Regions from separate parts of the Danio rerio genome. Here region 2 is linked to region 1. A link is a contact called in public HiCAR-type data. All regions are on one chromosome and are shown on one strand. The core of a region is the stretch at or near the end of the contact, and the rest is flanking DNA. Distances in the headings are between cores, read along the strand shown.

The links. HiCAR-type assays count read pairs that join an accessible place to other places.
Region 2: a HiCAR-type map of caudal fin shows a contact between it and region 1, with 7 times the contacts expected there. The contact joins two enhancer-like sites. A contact is called at or near these places in 3 of 18 Hi-C or Micro-C datasets (embryo and skeletal muscle) and 1 of 4 datasets of contacts at active chromatin or transcription factors (caudal fin).

Annotation. Positions count from the first base shown.
Region 1 is chr17:12,380,431-12,383,823 of GRCz12tu, reverse strand. The region is part of intron 19 of si:ch211-185a18.2; the gene reads left to right. Among named protein-coding and RNA genes, the nearest start is that of irf2bpl, 150 kb to the left of the region's middle. Within about 2 kb of position 1,748, at least 13 of the 62 cell types and tissues checked have an H3K27ac peak or open chromatin away from gene starts, as enhancers often do. A contact at or near this core is called in caudal fin and skeletal muscle, where this site is marked.
Region 2 is chr17:12,547,219-12,550,696 of GRCz12tu, reverse strand. It overlaps si:ch211-185a18.2, which reads left to right. Exons shown (of 32, transcript NM_001258228.1): 8 at 1-70. Among named protein-coding and RNA genes, the nearest start is that of si:ch211-185a18.2, 17 kb to the left of the region's middle. Within about 2 kb of position 1,671, at least 29 of the 62 cell types and tissues checked have an H3K27ac peak or open chromatin away from gene starts, as enhancers often do. A contact at or near this core is called in caudal fin and skeletal muscle, where this site is marked.

The sequences.
Region 1 (3,393 bases), core at 499-2,998:
GCCACTCTTTGCAGTATTTTAAATAAATAAATACTATCAAGTAATAATAAATTCAAACTCTTTTTAAGCAGTTAATTTGCACTGAATCCCAAATCCAGGGTCTCTGCTGGGTCTTAAAAAGTCTTAAATTTCAGAAAAACAAAACTTTAGGCCTTAAAAAGTCTTAAATTCACTGAAATATTGTCTTAAAGGTCTTATTTTCCCTATGTCCAAGTAAAGCTATAATCTGGTCAACACCCAATCATCTATAAACCTTTTATATTTACGTTTGTTTTTATATTGCAAATAGAAACAATTCACAACAACTGTTACACTGTAAAAAATATATGATCAATTAGTTCTGACAGCATGTTTTTAGTTCATTGTACTTTATTAAAACCATTTACCGTTATTAAACACGTTATTATTATATTACCGTTATTAAAACCGTTATTAACCATGTTTTAACTTAATTTGATAAGTTACGCGAGCTCTTATAAGTCAGTTTAACATAATATAAGTTCAATGGACTCATAAGGTTAATTTTATTCAGCTTAAAATTTAAGGCCACCAGGATTTTTTTTTTTTTTTTTTACAATGTAGACATTTCTACAGCAAATTCTCTAAAATAAATTTCTTAATCAGGGAAATAATACTAAAGCAACACATCCCTTAACATACAGTAATCTTCCATTAAAAACTATTTACTAAACTGGACCATTAGAAAAAAATCCTTAGTGTTTAGCTCTGTCTAAGTCTAAAATTTCATTAATAATGGTCTTGAAGTTGTCTTAAAAAGTCTTAAATTTGACTTGAAGAAACCCTGAAATCAAATCAAATCAAATCAGCTGCATAAAATAAAATGTTTCCGATTTTCGGATACACCCAAAAATGTCAATTTGCCGATATGTGACTTTTTTTTACCAGTAGAACAATAAAAAGTGTTTTCAGCTAAATCGGTGGTCCTTGGTGATGCATAAAATGCAAATCCACAGCTACCGGACATTTACAAAACATTATGTACAGAATGATTTACTTTAATCCATAGCTTCAGCAAGTTCACGACAGTCAGGCTGCATTTTATCATTGTAAAGTTAATGATTTGAAGCCGTTTTATTATCATCGAAGCTTATCTAGAACAACATGTGCTATCCTTTGATTTGCTAAAGTTGCTACTATTCTAAGTAATTTTTCACTCTAGTGGAGGATAAACAGATGAAAAAAAATGTCAAAGACTTGGACTGAGCCAAATCCAAAGACTAGAAAATCATAGAAAGCTGGAAACTTTCCAGAAGACCCTAGCAACCTTTCAGAGGACTGTTACTTCAGCACATGTCTACAAATCGAGTGTCTTCTGTCTGTTGGCAGTCGTACAACTATAAAAAGTCCTTTTTTACTTTGACTCTCTAATTGTTCGAATGGCAATTAGGATCGGAGTTATGAGCTCAGAAATATAAACATTTTCCAAACACTCAGAGCCATAAAAATTTGAGTGTGTTGCACATAATTAAGTGTGTTTTCAGGGACTGGCATGTATTCGGCCCACTTGTAGTTTTCCCAACAACCAAATAAAGGCCACAGCTACTTAAGTCCAGACCCCGGTGAGCAAGTTCTCTCTCTCCTCTCTTGGACCGCGGACACGGACCCCTGCCAGCTCCTAAAATGTCATTCCTCTGAGGTCTCCAGTGCCTCAGCTTTGGCTCGGCCAGTTCTGATGGAGCCATAAACTTCAAACGGGCCCAGCGCCCGCCTGGCAGAATGCATTTCTCCCTCTCTATTTTTTTTTTTCCTCTGGCGGCCGGCCACTGGAAATGAGCTAATCGCTCCTTACACAGACCTCCCTGAGTCCGAGCCAAAGGAATCTGAGCATTATCCAAACCAATGACCGAAATGTTGAAAGCTGGCTCGCGGATCCAGCCATGGAATTATACAAGACAAACGTCCTGCTTTCCTTCCCTTCTGCTAAGACCGTAATGACCACTGAAAATTGCACTCAGACTAACATATGTTTGCCATTACCCCACGGCACACGGTGTGCACTTTTATTTGCTGTCATTTGCGTTGAAAGTTAAATATCCGATCCAGTAAGCTGTCAGGGGTATTTTTTGTTGTAGCGTGTTGTCAGTAAGTCTCTTCTGTTGGCAGATTTAGAGTGGAAGTCTGAATTATTAGACCTTCTGAATTTCCAATTTCCTCCCCAATTTCTGTTAAACAGAAAGAAGATTTTTTTAACACTTTTACAAACATGATAGTTTTATAATAAAGATAAAACTTCTTTTATCTTTGCTATGATTACAGTAAATAATATTTGACTAGATATATTTCAAGACACTTCTATACAGCTTATAGTGATATTTAAAGGCTTAACTAGGTTAAGTTAGGGTAAATAGGCAAATCATTGTATAATGATAGTTTGTTCTTTAGACAATCCAAGACACCCTGGAGAACTTTTTTTGAAATTTTAACAAATTTGTGTGCTGAGCATCAATTAGGACAGCGTTAGCACCTGTCAGCTTTAATTGTGGGGAAATTGGATAATTTTGAGCTTTTGTCAGCTAGTTTCATCGTCCAGGTTTAAAATAATTTTTTAGGGCGGGATCAAAATCGGTGACGGAGCCACATCTGCTTTTAAAGTTATGATGCGTCGGTTTCTCATCATTATTCATAGCTGAATTTTCTTATCCTATGAGAAGACCCTGCATCCTAAGTATTCATGAGAGCACTTGCTTTCCGAAGGCAAGGCAGACCTGCCGAGTTGTTAGACTGGGTGAGAGCGCGTTTGCGCATGGCAAGGAGTATTTAGCTGTTCATAAAGGGTCATATGTGATTGTTTTCTTGATTCATGGGTTTGTTGCATGTTTTTCCCCGCGATGCTGTCAGGGCCGAAACAGCAAAGCTGTTGGTTTGCAGCAAGCATTTTTGTCGGGAGAGCTCTATGAGAAATGGAGAACTTTGGCCCAATCCCAATTCTACCCCTCAGTCCTTCCTTTACCCCTACCCTTCGTTTTGCTCGTTCACTTATTTTGAAGGCATAGGGCTAAGGGGAGGGGTTAAATACCCTTCGAAAGAGAGTTTTTTTCAGGACCACACTCGAAACCAAGGGGTAAGAAAATTTCCCAGATTACACCAGGCACAACAGCTGGATAGCTACACCCGGAAGTCAGGAGATGCACACATTTTTGTTTTTTGTCATTATTACAAATTTTGGTCCCACTTTATATTAAGTGGACTTAACAAATATGTACTTACACAGGAGTTAATAGTTTGTTACAATGTACTTATTGTGTAAATACACGTATTTACTGTGTACTTATGCTTGATTAAATACATGTATGTAAATACATCTGTAATGAACTTTTTTTAATTACATTTGTAAATACACTGTTGACCATCCCTTACACCTTAACCCACCCT
Region 2 (3,478 bases), core at 422-2,921, 170 kb before region 1:
CCCAAACCCACCCACTGGACATCATCAACAAGCACCAACAGACCTCCGAAATCCTCCTTTAAAAACCAAGGTGGGTTTCTCTCATCAGGTCAGCACTCCATTTTGATTCTTGGCCAAGATTTGATGGGTTGTTGCATTTAATGTTGTGCATCTAGCATTGTTCATTCTTGTCACTCTGTTTAAAACAGCTCATCATGGTTCATTGATCATAATCAGTTTTAGACTAGGAATACTGTCATGTGGATGTGATTCAATTTGAAACCACTTGATGGCAGTAGCGTCACTACTGAATTTTGGCGTTTGCACCACAACTAAAACCACAACAGATTTCTATTGAAATTATATAATTTCAGTACAAGTTTTTGATTAATCAGAGGTGGAGGTAATGACAGCAAAAATGAAACGGCAGTCTTTACTATCTATCAAGATTTACTGGACCTACTAAAAGAAGATTATCCTGGAATTAAATGTGTGCCTTTTCTTCTCTTTTTAAGATATTTTATCTAAATATCATAAAATAAAGTATACCATTAATTAATTGTTATTATAATTATTTTATTAAAGCAATTTTATTAGTCACACTTAATTTTAAGGTACAAATTTTACTATTAACAATCCAATAATTATGAATTTTAGCTCAATAAACTCTTAATGTTCTGGGTATTAATAGCAATTTAGATAGTAGTTAGGTTTAGGTATGATTAGCAATGTAGAACAATATCATGTAAAATATGTATTTTATAAGTACAAATAAACAGCTGATAGGCAGGTAAATAAATAGTTTAAAGTAAAGTGTTACCTTTTATTTATTGACTAATTGATATTGAAATGTTTTTATTATAATATGCATTGACTGTTAGTGGATAGACACTGGATTGTAATTATTTACTCCTACGCTTGTGTTTTGTAGCATATTGTTTGGGGTTGAGTCTCAAATATCTCATCACTAATTTCCAATGTCATTCATGCGTCCATGGCTACAGGCTTTAGAAACCATTGTGCTTCGCCTCTGCCGAGAAACCGCCTGCTTTTAGTTTCCTGTTTAAGAAGCAACAACGATCAGCTCAGCCTAGAACCTCATGTTCGCAAAACACCAAAACCAGTAATTCATCCCTGAACATGCTTTTTCCCTTTAGACGCCATCACTCAACCGATCTGTCACTCCTCCGGGTTGAATTGAAGACTTGCTTTTGCACTAAAAACCAATTAAGGCAAAAAGCAGTTGTTGAAAGAAGTGTCACCCACCGAACAGCTGTGTAAATACGAACAGTTCAAGCTGTTCGCCTCAGTCATGCTGTTTTGCTCCTGTCGGAGAGAGTCGAGGCTTGTTATTGGAAAAGCTTCAGGCATGTTAGCACAGGCTGACCCGGTAACACAGCTGCTTTAGTGTCTTCAAGTAGTGCGCGTCATTAAACAGACCGCAGTAGATCTAAACGACCCTATTCAATGTTGTGTAACCGTTAGCGTATACTAAACAAGGCCAAAACTTGCTTATCACAAACAGCGATCCTGGGTTTTTCCATTTCACCTTGCTCTTTCCTCTTCTTTTTTTCCCAATTGCCTGGTAATTTATGTACGATTCGTGCGCTCAAAGAAGCCCGTTTGTCTGAAACCTGGGAGAATTTTCCCACCTGAATATAATCCGAGTTGCTTCTGCAGCCCCCTCCCCGGCTCCCACATGAACATGGGATTGCTTTCCCAGACGCCGGAGCCATGTTCTCAGGCTCACGTTGATGGATGTGTGTGGGAGAACAGAGAGTTAATTATGGCTTGCAGTTTCTCGCCGTGTGTGTTTTTCCTGGAGTGTGAAAATCCTCATTCGCAGCATTCGATCTCTCTTGTTTTCTTATAATCTAGTCTTCACTGCCAATTCGGCTGTCGAACATAATTTCACAATTGTAGCTACACAATCTTGCATGTTTGCACTGTACAACATAAGAAATACCATGCTCTTACTAATAGAGCATGCCGAACAACTTATTTTGCAGACCTTTACATTTACTCATTTAGCAGAAATTTTTATTCAAAGCGACTTACAAGTAAAGATAAAAGAAGCACTTCAAATCATCAGAGAGTTGCAGTATATAAATGCTAGGACAAGTAGAATGTATATATTCAGGGGTTGGACAATGAAACTGAAACGCCTGGATTTGGACCACAATATATCAATAGTATAGCTTCAATTCATCTTGGGAATGACAGTTACAAGTCCTGCACAGTGGCCAGAGGAATTTCTCTTCTTGGAGAATAGCGGCCATGGTCACTGCTTGATGCTGGTGTGGGAAAACATTTCCTAACTTGTTCTTTCAAAAACACCCCAAAGTGGCTCAATAATATTGAGATCTGGTGACTGCAGGCCATGGGAGATGTTCAACTTGTTCAATGCCTGGTTTTGGACCACAATAATTTATTAGTATGGTATTGGGCCTTCTTTTGCGGCCAATACAGCTTCAGTTCATCTTGGTAATGACAGATACAAGTCATGCACAGTGGCCAGAGGGATTTTGATCCATTCTTTTTGGAGAATAGTGGCCAGATCACTAGATGATGCTGATGGAAGAAAACGTTTCCTGACTCTCTTCTTCAAAAACACCCCAAAAGAGCTCAATAATATTTAGATCTGGTGACTGCAGGCCTTGGGAGATGTTCAACTTGTTCAATGCCTGGTTTTGGACCACATTAATTCATAAGCGGCCAATACAGCTTCAGTTCATCTTGGTAATGACAGATACAAGTCATGCACAGTGGCCAGAGGGATTTTGATCCATTCTTTTTGGAGAATAGTGGCCAGATCACTAGGTGATACTTATGGACGAAAACGTTTCCTGACTCTCTCCTCCAAAAACACCCCAAAGTTGCTCAAAAATATTTAGATCTTGTGATTGTGCAGGCCATGGGAGAACTTGTTCAATGCCAAGTTTTGGACCACAATAATTCATTAGTATTGTGTAGGGTCTTCTTTTGTGGACAATACAGCATCAGTTCATCTTGGTAATGACAGATACAAGTCCTGCACAGAGGCCAGGGGGATTATGAGCCATTCCTTTTGCAGAATAGTGGCCAGGTCACTACGTGATGCTGGATTAGGAAAACATTTCCTCAACCGTTCCTCTAAAAACACCCCAAAGGGGCACAATAATATTTAGATCTGGTGACTGTGAGTGTGAAGGCCATGGAAGAACTTGTTTAACGCCAGGTTTTGGACCACAATAATTCATTAGTATGCTACTCACCTGTTTGCACTGGCTGCCAGTTGCTGCTCGCATCAAATTTAAAGCTCTGATGTTTGCCTACCAAGCCACCTCTGGCTCTGCTCCTTCTTATCTGCTCTCACTTCTGCAGATTTATGTGCCCTCCAGAAACTTGCGTTCAGTGTATGAACGTCGCCTCGTGGTTCCATCCCAAAGAGGGAAGAAATCACTTTCCCGAACACGCATTCAATCTGCCCAGTTGGTGGAATGAACTTCCTAGCTGCATC